2 separate regions of the Canis lupus genome follow, and region 2 is linked to region 1. The links are chromatin contacts, called in public Hi-C maps. All regions are on one chromosome and are shown on one strand. Each heading gives the region's core, a stretch centred on a gene start, on an enhancer-like site or on the middle of the called end of the contact. The rest is flanking DNA. Distances are from core to core; before and after follow the strand shown.

The links. Hi-C and Micro-C count contacts between places; a contact is called where the count stands out from the background.
Region 2: a Hi-C map of blood shows a contact between it and region 1, with 3 times the contacts expected there. The contact joins the promoter of DHRS7 here to the promoter of L3HYPDH in region 1. A contact is called at or near these places in 2 of 9 Hi-C or Micro-C datasets (amygdala and blood).

What each region holds. Positions count from the first base shown.
Region 1 is chr8:34,986,412-34,993,661 of UU_Cfam_GSD_1.0, reverse strand. It overlaps L3HYPDH (trans-3-hydroxy-L-proline dehydratase), which reads left to right and starts at 4,292. Exons shown (of 5, transcript XM_038544855.1): 1 at 4,292-4,865. The coding sequence starts at 4,358. JKAMP (JNK1/MAPK8-associated membrane protein) reads right to left here. Exons shown (of 9, transcript XM_038544850.1): 4 at 1,536-1,627; 5 at 827-981. All of the region lies in intron 20 of CCDC175 (coiled-coil domain-containing protein 175), which reads left to right.
Region 2 is chr8:35,547,296-35,554,545 of UU_Cfam_GSD_1.0, reverse strand. DHRS7 (dehydrogenase/reductase SDR family member 7) reads left to right here and starts at 2,497. Exons shown (of 7, transcript XM_038544860.1): 1 at 2,497-2,704. The coding sequence starts at 2,572.

The DNA of each region.
Region 1 (7,250 bases), core at 3,043-5,542:
CACAGGCAGAGGGAGAAGCAGGCACCATGCAGAGAGCCTGATGTGGGACTCAATCCAGGGTCTCCAGGATCACACCCTAGGCTGCAGGCGGTGCTAAAACCACTGCGCCACCGGGGCTGCCCCTTCATAATGCTTTTTTTTATAGATTTATTTTAGAGAGAATCTCGTAACAGACTCCCCACTGAGCACAGAGCCTACATGCAGGCTGTAGGCCTGGCCCCCATGACCCTGAGATCATGACCTGAGACAAAACCAAGAGTCAGATGCCTAGCCCACTGAGCCACCCAGGTGCCCTTCATATTTAAAAACTGATTTATATTATAATTAGTTGTACACACACTTGTCTTCTCTATAAGATTATGACTATAAACCACATCAGTTATTTGTTTACCTCCTCCCCTGATCTAAACATAAAACACAGAGCTCAATAAATGCATGTTGATTTAATGTTTAGTATCAGTTTTCATAATTAGGTTGCAGCTATATCATTTTAACTTCATTATATATAACTAGTATTAAATCAAATCACAAAGAATTTGTTCAATATACAGTTTGTAATCATAATCAATTCTTTGTAGAAAACCCATAAAGACTGCAATTGAGAAAAGAAAAGAAAATTCTTTCAAGATCATTTAGAGTAAAACAAAGGACACTTCCCTTTATAATTACTGAGGCATGCCTTATCATTTAAGTTCTCTTGCCACAGTCAGAAGTAATCAGAATATAAAGCAAAAACAGGTTCACCGCAAAATTATTTCATAAGATCTTCTAAATTATCATTATTCTAACATCAGTCCATCCAGATACATTCACACAAAGTGCTAACCTCTTTTTCCCCGAGTACCATTCAATGAAGAACCAATGTAAAACAAGAGGAAGCATAGCCATAAATCCAAGATACAGCCAATCATAAAGTTCTGGAGACTCTGTGCAAGGCTGACAATATTTCTGTGCATTTGTTCTCTGTCCTCTCGGACATACCTACAATATAAAAACAGTATTTTATGTACAGATATTATTTTAGAATATTAATATCCCAAAGTCATTCTATAAAGACATCTCATTTCAGTTTAAACACATATATATATGCGCATCTTGTAGAAATAAAAAAGAAAGTGCACACGTAAAAGAAATCTACATTGTATTTGGTTCATCTGTATAACACTCTTTCAAAAGATTCCTTTTGCTAAGTTATTAAAATAGTTGACTAACATTAAATCATAAACTTAGTAATGCTATATAAAAATAATTGCAGAGAAAAGTTCTGGAGTTTTAATATTAACCTACTGCCCAAGACACTGCACTATAGAATAAGTAATTAAAAATTACTATAAAATTATAAAATGTTTTTAAAAATACTTAACTGTGACTGTTAAGATGTATTTTGGACAATATGACAAGAATTTTATTAATGCCTCATTTTTATAAATTAATGAGGATATTGAAGAAAAAAGATATTTTACACTTGAAAATACTTCAAAAGCAAAGAGAATTTAGCAATGAAATAACATTCAAATGTTAAAATTAAGACTTACCCCACATTCTCCATATATTTCAGTTGAGCCATTTTTAAATAATAGGGTCTTCCCACAGTAAAGTCCAAGGCATGCTGGTTGAATATCGACAGCTTTTTAAAAACAAATGCCAGTAAAGTAACATCTTTTGTGATTATAAAAAATAATATATTAACAGCTGAAGAACTTGGCATAAGTATCTCATCACAGTTCAATAAGAAGTGATACATATTAGACAAAAGTTTTTATTTTTAAAGATGCAATTATTTTTAAAGTTAAATTTCCCCTTTTACGCTGTGACACTGCAGAAAGTTATACTGCAACCTCGTGGTTAATGCTATTCCTAATGATTAAGACCCCTCAACCAGTAGAGTGGCATCTACCCCCTGAATTCAAAGCTTAACCTATTATGTCTCCAATGGCTCCAGCAGCTGGTCCCCCTCGATTAGTCTAGACTTTCGCATTTTCATTTTTTATTTAGAAAACTAATAGAGGATCACCACCTCTTATTTTGCCCAGTCAGAACATTAAGTGTGCACACAAACACAGAGACACATAGAATATCACCTTCGTTTATAATAGAACACATTTTAATACCAGAAAAGCAGAAAAGATATAATTTCAAAATAGGAGGTAAATGTATTTAAGGTAAATAAATTCACCTTTACAAAAAGCTTACTCTACTCTCCTACATTTCGTCATTTTTGTTGAGGACAGGTGAAAATTTCATCAAGGTCGTCCCTGGGCCTCTGACCAATATCTGGGAACAACTACCTTAGAATCAACCCCCTGCTCTCAAGCCTTGTGCAAAATATAAAGTTCTTCTTTACAAAAAAAAAAAAAAAAAAAAAAAGGGGGGGGGGGGCCTAGAGAAGTTATTAAAGGAGTTCTTTTTTTCCATCAGAGACATCCGATTTCCTTCATTCATTCAATAAATGTGCATCATTATGTATCAGATTCCATGGCTAGGGATTTCTAAAGATCCACAGAGCAACAAACAAGAGTCTCTGCCCTCAAAGAACCTACAAGCCTAGAGGAGAATAAATCCAAAACAACTGTGGTCAAATGTGAATTAATTTAGAAAATTATGCATTTTATGACTATTGTGGGGGCCAAGGGCAGGCTCTCAAAACGTCCCACTTTGGCATACTGATCATTTTAAGTAAAAGTTACTTAAGAAACAAGAGTGGCAAGGACACTCAGCCCTCCTTTGTCCCCCTGAAAGCAGAGAACAAATCTCCCACGTGAAAAATATCCTCCCTATACTAAGACATAAAAAGACATCCTTATTACCAGTGTTAATGACTTTAAAGTCAAAAAAGCTGCAGAAAAAAAAGCCCTGTTACTTTTTCACTAAGCTATTACCTTATTCCAAACACCTGTTTTCCTTTTCTTGTAAATTCCTCACAATTTAATTGCTTCTTTGTCAGCAATGCATTATAGAACTGCCTGCCTTGGTCAGTTCTTTAGGTCTCAAAACCATACTTGGGCCTTCATGCACACATAATAAAACTTGGCAGGTTTTTTTTTTTTTCTTCCTGTTAATCTGTCTCATGTAAATTTAATTTTCAGTCCAGCTGGAAGACCCTGCGAGTAGAGAAGAACTTTTCCTTCGTTTCACTATTCTTGAATAATTTCCCAAATTCTTCATGAATTCACACTAGAGACCGCTTGGTCCACAATGCCCTTTCTCCTTTCAAAGTCAAGTAGGCTTTTGATTCTTTCTCCTTGTGCTGCTGAGAAACAACAGAAATAGCACCCACTACAAGGTCTCAGGTTTAACATTTTCACTTTTACCACATTTCTGACTTCTTACCCATGGGCTTCTTTACCTTAATTAGCACTTCATTTTTAATCAATTGTAATCACCTATGTCCTAAGCAACTAAGAGACAAGAATGAATTTTCAGAGTTTTTGAGAAGACAGAAGCTGAACAATTGGAGGCTTCTTCCACATGGATTTTGCATTTAGTGGATGTTGAAATAGATACATCTGAATGTGAATAATCTAAAGTTCTTAAAGCCCAAGGCCTGAAAACCACCATGGTAAACTAAAAACAACAGCTCATCACAGACCAAACGGCTCAGCACAGGCCACTCGCCGTGTCCGTTCAGTTTCCCCTCCCATTTCCGTTTATCGGAGGGTGGTTAAAATTTTAAGATCCCCCCCCCCTTTTTTTTTTTGCAACGGTCTTGTCCCTTCGTGAAGGGCCTTTAAACTTAAGGTCTGATGCTGCAGCGGGCAAGAGTCCTGCAGGCAATTAGCTTCCGCTTCCCTTCCTGTTTGCTGGCACTTACGCCCGCGCTTTAAAGTCTCAAGTCAACCCTCACCAATGCTAAACCAAGAGACCAAAACAAAGGGGCTGAAGCGACCTCCCGAACGGCCCCGGCCTGGCCTTGGTCCCGGCGCGCAGCCCGCCTCCGCCGCAGCCCGAGAGCCGCCGGGACCGCCCCGCCCCCGGGGAACCTCCAGGGCCCGCCACACGAGGATGCGCCGCCATCCCGAGGCCGCCCGCGGGGCAGAGCCCGAGTCGCCGGCGCGGGGACTGCGACGAACGCTTCCCGGGACCTCAGCGCCCACACTCACCCATGGGCCGCTCGCAGGTCTCCCCGAAGGAGCTCCGGGACCAGCCGCCCCGGCAGCAGCGCCGGACATCCGGGCCCCGACCGCCCCGGCGGCTCCGCCTCCCGGTAACCCAGGCGACCACCGAGGCCCCGCCCCCGCGCTTCCCCGCGGCTGCCCCGAGGCCCCGCCCCTCTCGCGAGGAGCGAGCGGGCGGGCGGGAGGCTGGAGGCCGGGGGCGCGCGCGGGCGGGCAGGTGGCGGGGCTCCCGGACGCAGGCGATGGCGAGGCCGCTGGCGGTGCCGCGGCTGCCCCCGCACGGCCCGGGGACGCCGGCGCTGTCGGTGGTGGACATGCACACCGGCGGCGAGCCCCTGCGCGTAGTGCTGGCGGGGTGTCCGGAGGTGGCCGGCCCCACGCTGCTGGCCAAGCGGCGCTACATGCGCCAGCACCTTGACCACCTGCGACGGCGGCTCCTGTTCGAGCCGCGGGGGCACCGCGACATGTACGGGGCCGTGTTGGTGCCTAGCGAGTTGCCGGACGCGCACTTGGGCGTCCTGTTCCTGCACAACGAGGGCTACAGCTCCATGTGCGGCCACGCGGTGCTGGCGCTGGGCCGCTTCGCCCTCGACTTCGGGCTGGTGCCCGCACCCCCGGCCGGCGCCCGCGAGGCCCGCGTCAACATCCACTGCCCGTGCGGGCTGGTGGCCGCCTTCGTGGAATGCGAGGACGGCCGCAGCCGCGGCCCGGTGCGCTTCCACAGCGTCCCAGCCTTCGCGCTGGCCACAGGTAACGGGCGGCACCCTCCCAGCGACTAACCACGCTGTCTGTCTGTCTGGCTTGGGACTCACGCAGTGCAATTAACCCACCCGCGAGCCTTTGCAATTAATAAAAGGATTACTCAAAATCAATACAAGTGTGTGTCAGCATCTTAGTCTTGCATACTTGTGCGAGGCGTGCAATTCGACTACCGCGCAGATTAGTTCATCTTGATCTTGAGCCTTGAGCACAGAATTCCGTGTCTCCCTTATTCAGCGCCTGTTCCCCCACTTTCAGACATTCCTAGAGATTTCACAGTTGGGTAAGTCTGATCCGGGCAAGGAAAGTGCAAAGAACAGCTAGTGTACCAAGGTTCATGAGCTGCTTCAGAATACACTTAGTAGACACTAACCCGAAATGTTACTAAACCCTGTCTTGTTTTCCTCACCTGTAAAAAGCGCCTTCCCCACTTCTTTGGGAAAGAAATAAGAATGGATGGACTAGGCAGTTTATAAATTAGGAACATACAGATGTTGCTGCCTTTTTTTTTTTTTTAATTCGCTCATGATAGACATAGGGAGAGAGAGAGAGAGGCAGAGACACAGGAGGAGGGAGAAGCAGGCTCCATACAGGGAGCCTGACATGGGACTCGATCCCGGGACCCCCAGATCACGCCCTGGGCCAAAGGCAGGCGCCAAACCGCTGAGCCACCCAGGGATCCCCTGCTCTTACTCTTTAACAGGAACAGACATTGAGTCCAAATCCTGACAACCCCTTAAAGCTAATCAAATTACTAACCTCTATGTGCCTGTGTTTTTTCATTTGTTATCTCATTGAGTTTTTGGTGAGAAATTAAATGAGAGCATGCAAGATACTTAGAAATTTAAAAAATACATTCCTAGTGGCAGAAAGATACAGGGTTGCTAGTTAAGAGTTCTGCAGGTGTGCTGACCCTTTAAAAAGTTTTGGTGGGTTCCCTAGCACAAAGCCTAGTCATGTAAAACAGGATGTATGTAACTATAATCCTTACAAAGAGGGAGATCTCTCCAAGGTAGTCATTATTGGAAGTGACCTGGGAGCTAGTTTGGTCAATTCAGGAATAGGGTTATCACTTCTCATAAGTCTTCAATGCATGCAAATCATTCTATTAGATCTTTTTTTTTATTTCAAGTTTTTATTTAAATTTTACTTAACATATGATGTAATATTGTTTCAGAAGTAGAATTCAGTGATTCATCACTTACATATAACACCCAGCACTCATCACAAGTGCCCTCCTTAATACCCATCACCCATTTAGCCTATCTCCCTATCCACCACTTCCCCTCCAACCCTGTTCTCTATAGTTAAGTGTCTCTTACAGTTTGCCCCTTACTCTTTTTTTTAACTTTCCCCTATGTTCATGTGTTTTGTTTCTTAAATTCCACATGAGTGAAATAATATGGTATTTGTATTTGACTGATTTCACTTAGCATAATATACTCTAGCTCTATCCACATCATTGCAAATGGCATCATTTGCAAAAAGATTTCATTCTTTTTGATGGCTAAGTAGTATTCCATTGTGTATGAATATACCACATCCTCTTTATACATTCATCAGTTGATGGACATTGGGTTCCTTCCATTACTTGGCTATTGTTGACAATGCTGCTATAAGCATTCTATTAGATCTTGATCTTTCTTGAGGATTTGGATTCTAGATGCAGTAATAGCCCAGGCATATGTCAGTCTTAGGGCAACCTCAGACAGCTAAAACACACAAGTTGATGAAGAATTCTCCTGCAGAAATTGATGGCACTTTGGCCTCTAGGAGAGAATGGTATAATATCTGCATTGGGGGCGGGGGAGGGGGGAAATGGCACTTGAGATAGACAGGAGTTTGTTTAGGATTGCATCTCAAAAATCTCAGCAGTTTAAATGGTTTATCTATCCTATTTCTCCCTAGGCAACCCCAGCTGCAGACTGGAAGCACTCTAGATTTGTGGGAAATGACAGCTAGCAGTAGGATCACCAACTATATCATTTTTCAGGGCTGGTTGGGGCAGGGCAGCCAATCTCTAAGCACAGTGGCTACTGAGAGCATCACTGTGAGACTATACAATAGTCAGTGAGCAGAAATGGTCACTCTGAGTCATTTAAAAAAGTCCTAAATTCTCTATTTTGAAAAATGCTACAAGGGTAGACTGATAGTGTTCAGGGTCACTGCTCTGCCCCTCTTCATCATGATGACCTTGTGAAAGGGATCCCATGCCTCAAGGTCATCATCTACAAAATGAAGATGACAACAGTACCCACCTCAGAGGATTGCTGAGTTCATTTCCATTCCAATGTGTTAAAATGTAAACTACTTAGTTTTGTTACTGTATTCAAGTGCTAGAACAGTAGGTAGTCAATTAATATTTGTTGAATGGTA
Region 2 (7,250 bases), core at 1,248-3,747, 560 kb before region 1:
TGCTGTTTCCTTTGGGAGGTAAATCACAGCGTGGGAACAGGGATATTTAGCACCCAACTAAAATTTGCTTTGCCAAAACAGATAGTTCGGCTAAGAGTAAACTTGTGTGCTATCAGAAGCACATTGTAAAGCACTGAAATACGGCATGTGGCATTAGTCTTTTTTTCTCTAACTGTGCAAGGACTCTGTCCTCAGGGGCCATGGCCTTGGCTCATGGGAACTTGTGTGATGGCCACTTTACATCAGCACTGTCCTGGCTTCATGAAAAGAAACGGAAATGTGAGTAGAGGGAGCAGTCGAATGTTCTTTCTAAGTGGGAATGAAGAAGGGGTTGAATGGAGAGTGCTTCTTTTTTGACTCTGGCAGTCATTTAAGTTTCTCTGTTCATAATGGAAATAATGAGCTGGTATTTGAATCTACTTTTTAAAATTATTGGAATTTTATAAAATGATTGAAATTGTCCCTGAATGAACTAATCCAGCAGAGGCTGGGGTTCCACTGTTCTGCCCATTGTCCCCTATGGGCCTCTGAGGAGTCCCTTCTTTTGTTTATTCATCTGTCTTTTATCTGCTTTGAGCACTCTGGCTCCAGTTTTGAGATAAATTCTGCTCAAAATAGCAAGAGGCAATCCTGATGGATGCTACTGCATTAAGAACTTGCTGAGTATCTTCACCAGAGGCAGCAGATTCTGAGGCTGGATTTTTCTCACTGGTGAATAAAACAAATGAGGACAATTAGGCACTGCAAAGATACTCGCTGTCACAGTTGTTTTTCTGAGCATAGTGACTGCTTCTTTAAACATCTAATTGAATTCCAAAACGAATTATGCTTCCATTCAGGTAAAATGAAATTTATAATGTTGAAATTTGTATATTAAACTATTTTTTTAAAGATTCTATTTATTTATTCATGATAGTCATACGGGGGGCAGAGACAGAGAAGCAGGCTCCACCAGGATCGCACCCTGGGCCAAAGGCAGGCGCTAAACCGCTGCGCCATCCAGGGATCTGAATCTATTGTTATTTATAATCTGCTAGTGAGGTTAAATGACCCTGTGGTTTTATTAAAGTTTGTGTATTAGTCACAGTTTTCCATAAAAACAGCTCTGTTCCCCTTTCACCCTCCCCAGAGCTGGAGTTTGTGATGGAGAATCCAGAGACACATCCATTGAATGGTCTGGCTTGGGACACTAAATCTAATTCAATCCTTAATTTTACAGAAGGGGACCCAGGCTCAGAGGAAACTCTTGAAATTTTTTCACAGGAGTGAGATTCAGTGTGGTATTTTAAGCACCATAGTTTAAAAGTCATTTATCATAAGACAAAACCAATATTGCAAAGGTAAACTAAAGAGGGCAGCTCTTGAGCAATATTATATCAAGTTGTAGTTGAGGTAAACAATCGATCAAAATCTAAGTTTAGCTAGTGTACATATTCCTTGGAGAATGAGATCCCTATCAGTACAGGATCTGATACATCACAATTTAAACACTCTTACCGCTTTCACAAGCAAGGGCAATTCTATACGACCAGAATATAGCAGTTTATAAACAAAGTCCCTGTCTTTCAGGTTGGACTCTAAGAAACGATAATTATAGTGGAGAAAATAAATAATCATTAATAATGACAATTCTCATAGTTATCAAAGAATGAATATAATCATTGCGTACGAACTACTGTGCCCTTCACTGGCATTTTATTTAAACTTCCCTATTCTTTGTAGCTACCTAAAGATAAATGTACTTAGGTTGCTGAGGGTGGAACCTGCTTGGGTCAAGGTCCCCAATCCTGCTAGTCCTCGTGGACGATCTTGACTGAAACTGCACTTTCTCGTCCAGCAAGGAGGCAACTCTCTTTGCAATTGCTTCCCAAATGTAAACCGACAGGGTGCCAACTCAGACTCGCGGTTATTTGGGTGGGGGCAGGGTGGAAGACAGTTTGATAGTTTGTTCGGTTCGTTTAGTTAAAAATGGAAAGATGGGATCCCTGGATGGTCTAGTGGTTTAGCGCCGCCTTAGGCCGAGGGCGTGATCCTGGGGACCCGGGATCGAGTCCCGCATGGGGCTCCCTGCATGGAGCCTGCTCCTCCCTCTGCCTGTGTCTCTGCCTCTCTCTCTGTGTGTCTCTCATGAATGAATAAATAAAATCTTAAAAAAAAAATAGAAAGATGAGGATGGAGGAAGTGGCGATCTTAAGTTGGAACATCTGTGCTCTTCCTTTTGACACAACCCCAACCTTGAAACTACAGGCCGTCAAAGCAACTGTTAGAGGATCGTTCCTATCTCACAGCCTTGTGGCCGGTGTCCTGGCAGCAGGTGGCGCGCAGCCTCAGAGCCGTCCACGCCTCGGGTCCCTCCTGCCGCCCTAGGCCAGGCGCGGACGCGGGGTTCGGCGGCGCGGGCCTCGCCCACACTCCCCGCCCAGCCCGGGCCGCCCCTCCTCCTGCCACTCTCTGGGCGGGGCCCGGGGCGCGCGGCTCTCGGCCCGGGGAGGCGGCCGCGCCGACTGCCGCGAGCTGCGGCGGCTCCGAGGCGGCCAGTCCTCCCCGGCGAGCCGGGCGCGCGCGGCCGCGATGAGCTGGGAGCTGCTGCTCTGGCTGCTGGCGCTGGGCGCGCTGCTCGCGCTCCTGGTGCAGCTGCTGCGCTTCGTCCGCGCCGATGGCGACCTGACCCTGCTGTGGGCCGAGTGGCAGGGGCGACGCCCAGGTGAGGCCCGGCCGCGCCTCGGGAGCGGGAGGCCGGGCTCCGTGCGGCCGCCCCCGCGCGCCCCGCAGCCCTGGGGGCCGTGCAGCCTGCAGCCTGGGGCGGCCGGGGGTGGGGGTGGGGGTGGGGAGGACGGAGCCGGGCCGAGGTGGCTGGCGGTCGTGCCCCGTGGTCTCCCGTCGGGGTCGGCGAGGGCTCGCCCGCTGGCCCAAGGAAGGGGGCGCTGCGCTGGGCGGGACGCCCTCGGGACTGGCGGCTCCCCCCCCCCACCCCGGCGGCCCCCCTTGGAGAAACAGCGCCCGGCCCCGGACTTTGCGGGCAAGCCTTCTTTCGAGAACCCGAGCCCGGTTTTTCTACTTCCTGAACTTGCTCCTTCTCCCTGAATTGTGAAATAAAATGAGATAATCCGGAGTGACTCCCCTAACTAGCCAAGGGCTAGAAGGATCACCCAGTTGGAACTGGATTTTGCGTGCAGTGAGGTCATTACTGGCCTGCTGAGGGGCGTTCAGCCCATCCCACTGTCACCTGTACCCTGGTGAAAATTTGGTGTCGTTCACTAAACACATTCTCTGTGCGACAGCGATGTGCTCCGCCCTTCGCACACCTGACCTCTGGCCTTTACAGACTCTTACAAAGTAGGCATCATTAATCTTACTTTCCACACAGGGAAACCAGGCTTTGGATCCCTAAGGACTAGGGGCAGTGGGGTTTCCCTGGACTTCGTTTCCTGGACCCGAAAAGCATGTGAGGAACTTTACTGGGAAGCGATAGCAGTTCAGAAGATGGACTCTGCTTTCAAAAAGGCCCTGGGAGGGAAGGGAAGAGACAGGGCTCCTCAGGGTGTCAAACCTGGTTCTTGAGAATCAGATAAAATCTTAGATGGTACCGTGTTTTAGCCCAACCCTACTGGACAAAATTTTATTCCTTAATGTTTCATTTCTCTCGTTGCATTTTCTTGGGAACGACCTCTGGAGTGCTGCCATTATTGGGTTCATGGGAAATGCACCTATGCGAGGTCAAGGCTACAAAGCGATGGCAAATAGATGGTTGTGATTGTCAGGCCTTCTCTTGATGGGTCTTTCTCTTGTCTGATGGCTGCCTTGTGGCTGCTTTGTGGATATTTACATTTGACCCCCAGCGCTTTTGTGTTAACTTGGACTTTGAGATTACCTAAAAATAGCTTTTTTAAAAGAATTTAATTCTGCAAAAGTCATTGGATCCATCAGTTATGTCAAGTGGTGAAGAGGAAGAATGTTGACGATGTCCGAATGAATATCTAACAACTAGTTATATTAAGGTTTTCACCTATTAAGCAAAAATTAAAAGTTGACTAAAACTAATTTTTAAGAAATTCATTAATCTGTTCAATGTTTTGCTGGAAAAATAATTTTGAAGGATTTTAAGATACATTTAATTACATTGCTATTATTATGAACTTATGTAATAGGCTAATTTGCATACTAATTTGATAGGTTATCATTTATCTAATTAGGTTATCATTTATCTAAGTAGATAAATGACATTAAAAGTTATTCTGCAAATACTATAATAAAATTACATGGTAATGGCTTTTAAATTTTAATTTAACTTTTAACTTAATTTTTAAATTTAGTCATTCTCAAACCTGCATTGACTGAAGAATAAGCTTTCTTGAACTTCTTTTTTATGTATAAAGCACAGATATATGTATGTACAGTACATAAATAGATATATAGTATATCTGGTGATAAAATTTCATGGGGGAGTTTTTTGGAAACAAAAATGCTTAGAAAGACTACTGAGGTTTGGGAGAGTGATAATAAAACAAAGTTAAAGGCACATGGAGGGGATCCCTGGGTGGCTCAGCAGTTTAGCCCCTGCCTTCGGCCTAGGGGGTGATCCTGGAGACCCAGGACCAAGTCTCGTATCAGGCTCCCTGCATAGAGCCCGCTTCTCCCTCTGCCTGTGTCTCTGCCTCTCTCTCTCTCTCTCTCTCTCTCTCTCTCTCTGTGTCTCTCATGAATGAATAAATAAAATCTTTAAAAAAATTGTTTAAAGGCACATGGTGATGCACTCAGGTTCCCATCAGGTTCTCAGAATAATTTAGACTGGAAAGATGGGCAGACTCTATTAAGGTACAAAATATATTTTTTTAAATAAATAAACAAATTCTCCTTGTCTTCTCCATAGGTTTATTGTTTTTGTCACCTTAAAAAAATAGATAATATATTCACATGCTACAAAATTTAATGACACAAAAATAATATGGTGAAAAGTTGCCCCCAGCCACCAAATATGCCTCTCTAGAAGCAACTAATATTTCCCACCTAGAGAAATTCTCCATCTTCCAAGCATATATATCACATGGTAAAATTTAAGGGTGACTAATTTTAGATCCTGCTCCTAGTTCCAGAAAGATCCCTGGCACTAGTCCAGAGCAGGGAATGTCACCAGCAGCAGTGCGCCAGAGGAAAACTTGGGTTTTAGTTGGCAATAGCCTCCCTCTGAGTGACCTGTGAAATGACTGCCAAGAAAGATTAGGCAAGCCTAGGAGGCTTGTCATGTCTGAAGCAACAAATGGCAGTGCACAACAGATGCCTTCTAAATAGCTGCTTGTATGTATCTGCCTCCGTGCTGGACCCTGGGACGCCCCAGTGACTGAGCCAGCCATTGTGGAGACCCCACGGTATCCTGGATCCTTTCTGGCCACTTCTCTTCAATAGGAATATTGACCAACTAGAGTTTGTGCAGAGGGATATGAGCCAAAGAGTGGGGAAACCTGAAGCCAGGTCCTCTGAGGGAAGGTCGCAGACATTGGAAGTGTTTATTTAGCCTTCGAGAAGCAAGAGAAGAGAGAATTTAGGGAAGACACGTAAGCCATCTTCAAATTCGCCAAGGATTGTCTTGTGCAGTCAGGCCTGATGTGTTCTTAATGTTGGCACAAGGCAGAGCCGCTGCCAACTGCCGCAGGGCAGGAGAAGTTAAAGGTATATCACAGTATAAGAAAGAATCCTTGGGGATCCCTGGGTGGTCGGCGGTTTGGCGCCTGCCTTTGGCCCAGGGCATGATCCTGGGGCCTCGGGATCGAGTCCCATATCGGGCTCCCGGGGCTCCCGGCTTGGAGCCTGCTTCTCCCTCCTCCTGTGTCTCTGCCTCTCTCTCTCTCACTCTCTCTTTATGTCTATCATGGATAAATAAATAAATAAATCTTATAAAAAAAAAAAAAAAGAAAGAAAGAATCCTTGACCCCTTGAAGGATGAGACTCCTCCAGAAAAGGAGGGGGTGCTTTGGAGATAACTAGCTTCCTCATCCTGTGAAGGAATTAAGTAGACATTAGTCAATAGCTTGAGGAGAAAATTCTCAAACTGGGTTGGGGTTGAACTCTCCTGAAGTTTTCTTTCCAACTCTGAGAATCTGCTTTCAGAGACTCTGTAGGGGAGCCATTATGTCTGCTAGATTCTATGGAAGTGGTAAACAAAAATTGATGCTAAATACAAGTTTTCTTCTTCAGGGTGGGAAGAAGGGGGCCAGAACTACAGGTGACCTAAGGTCTGCATGAGCCTGGGGGGTTTTCATCATTGGTTTTAAGTAATATTTGCTTAGTAGTGTAAACGTGAAGAAATTTTTATTAATTTTATGCTGGTTAATGAGTAGTTAACAATATTTACTCTGTAGTCTTGGGTATTACAGAATTTTGGAACAAGGAGTCTTCAGTGAGTGAATACATGATTATCTGAATATACATTCTGCTATTCCCGATGGAGTCCTCTGTTGTGCATTTCCATAAAAGCACGTTGTAGCCTAGACATAGGCTATTTGGGATGTTTCCAACTTTAGTTCAGATCTTTACATGAAACTTCTTTTCTGAAGGCAAGGTGTATTTTCTTGAATGGCTAAGAAACAGTTGGGCTTTAAAATATTGATCATATTAAAATGTGGACACCATGGGCTAGTGGTCAGAGTGTGGGCTTTGGAACTAGATGTACTTGGGCTTATATCCCAGCCCTGCTAGGGTTGTTGGGTGTTTACTCAACAGTTACCGGGTATCCCCGGTGGCGCAGCGGTTTAGCGTCGCCTGCAGCCCAGGGCTGATCCTGGAGACCCTGGATCGAGTCCCACGTCAGGCTCCCTGCATGGAGCCTACTTCTCCCTCTGCCTGTGTCTCTGCCTCTCTCTCTCTCTCTGTGTATCTATGAATAAATAAATAAAATCTTAAAAAAAATACTCAACAGTTACTGATGGAGTTCTTAATATATTCCAGGCTCTGTGCTAGGCCCTGAACAGTGAATAAGGCAGACAGGGTCCCAGCCTTAAGGGAGTATGCAGTCTAGTGGGGCAAATTCATGTCTATGATCCTCAGTTTCCTTTTTTACAAAATTAAGAGAATTCTTATTTCATAAGTTTCTTGTGAAGGTTTTAATAAGGTAATGTGTTTAAGCACATAGAAGTCATGGAAATATATTAAGCCATTATAGTTAGTAACCCCATTGCCCCTGGCTGAACACATGAGAATACATACGTTATTGCATGAATATTTTATGTTTTGCTGCTAAAAAGTCTATTTGTTAA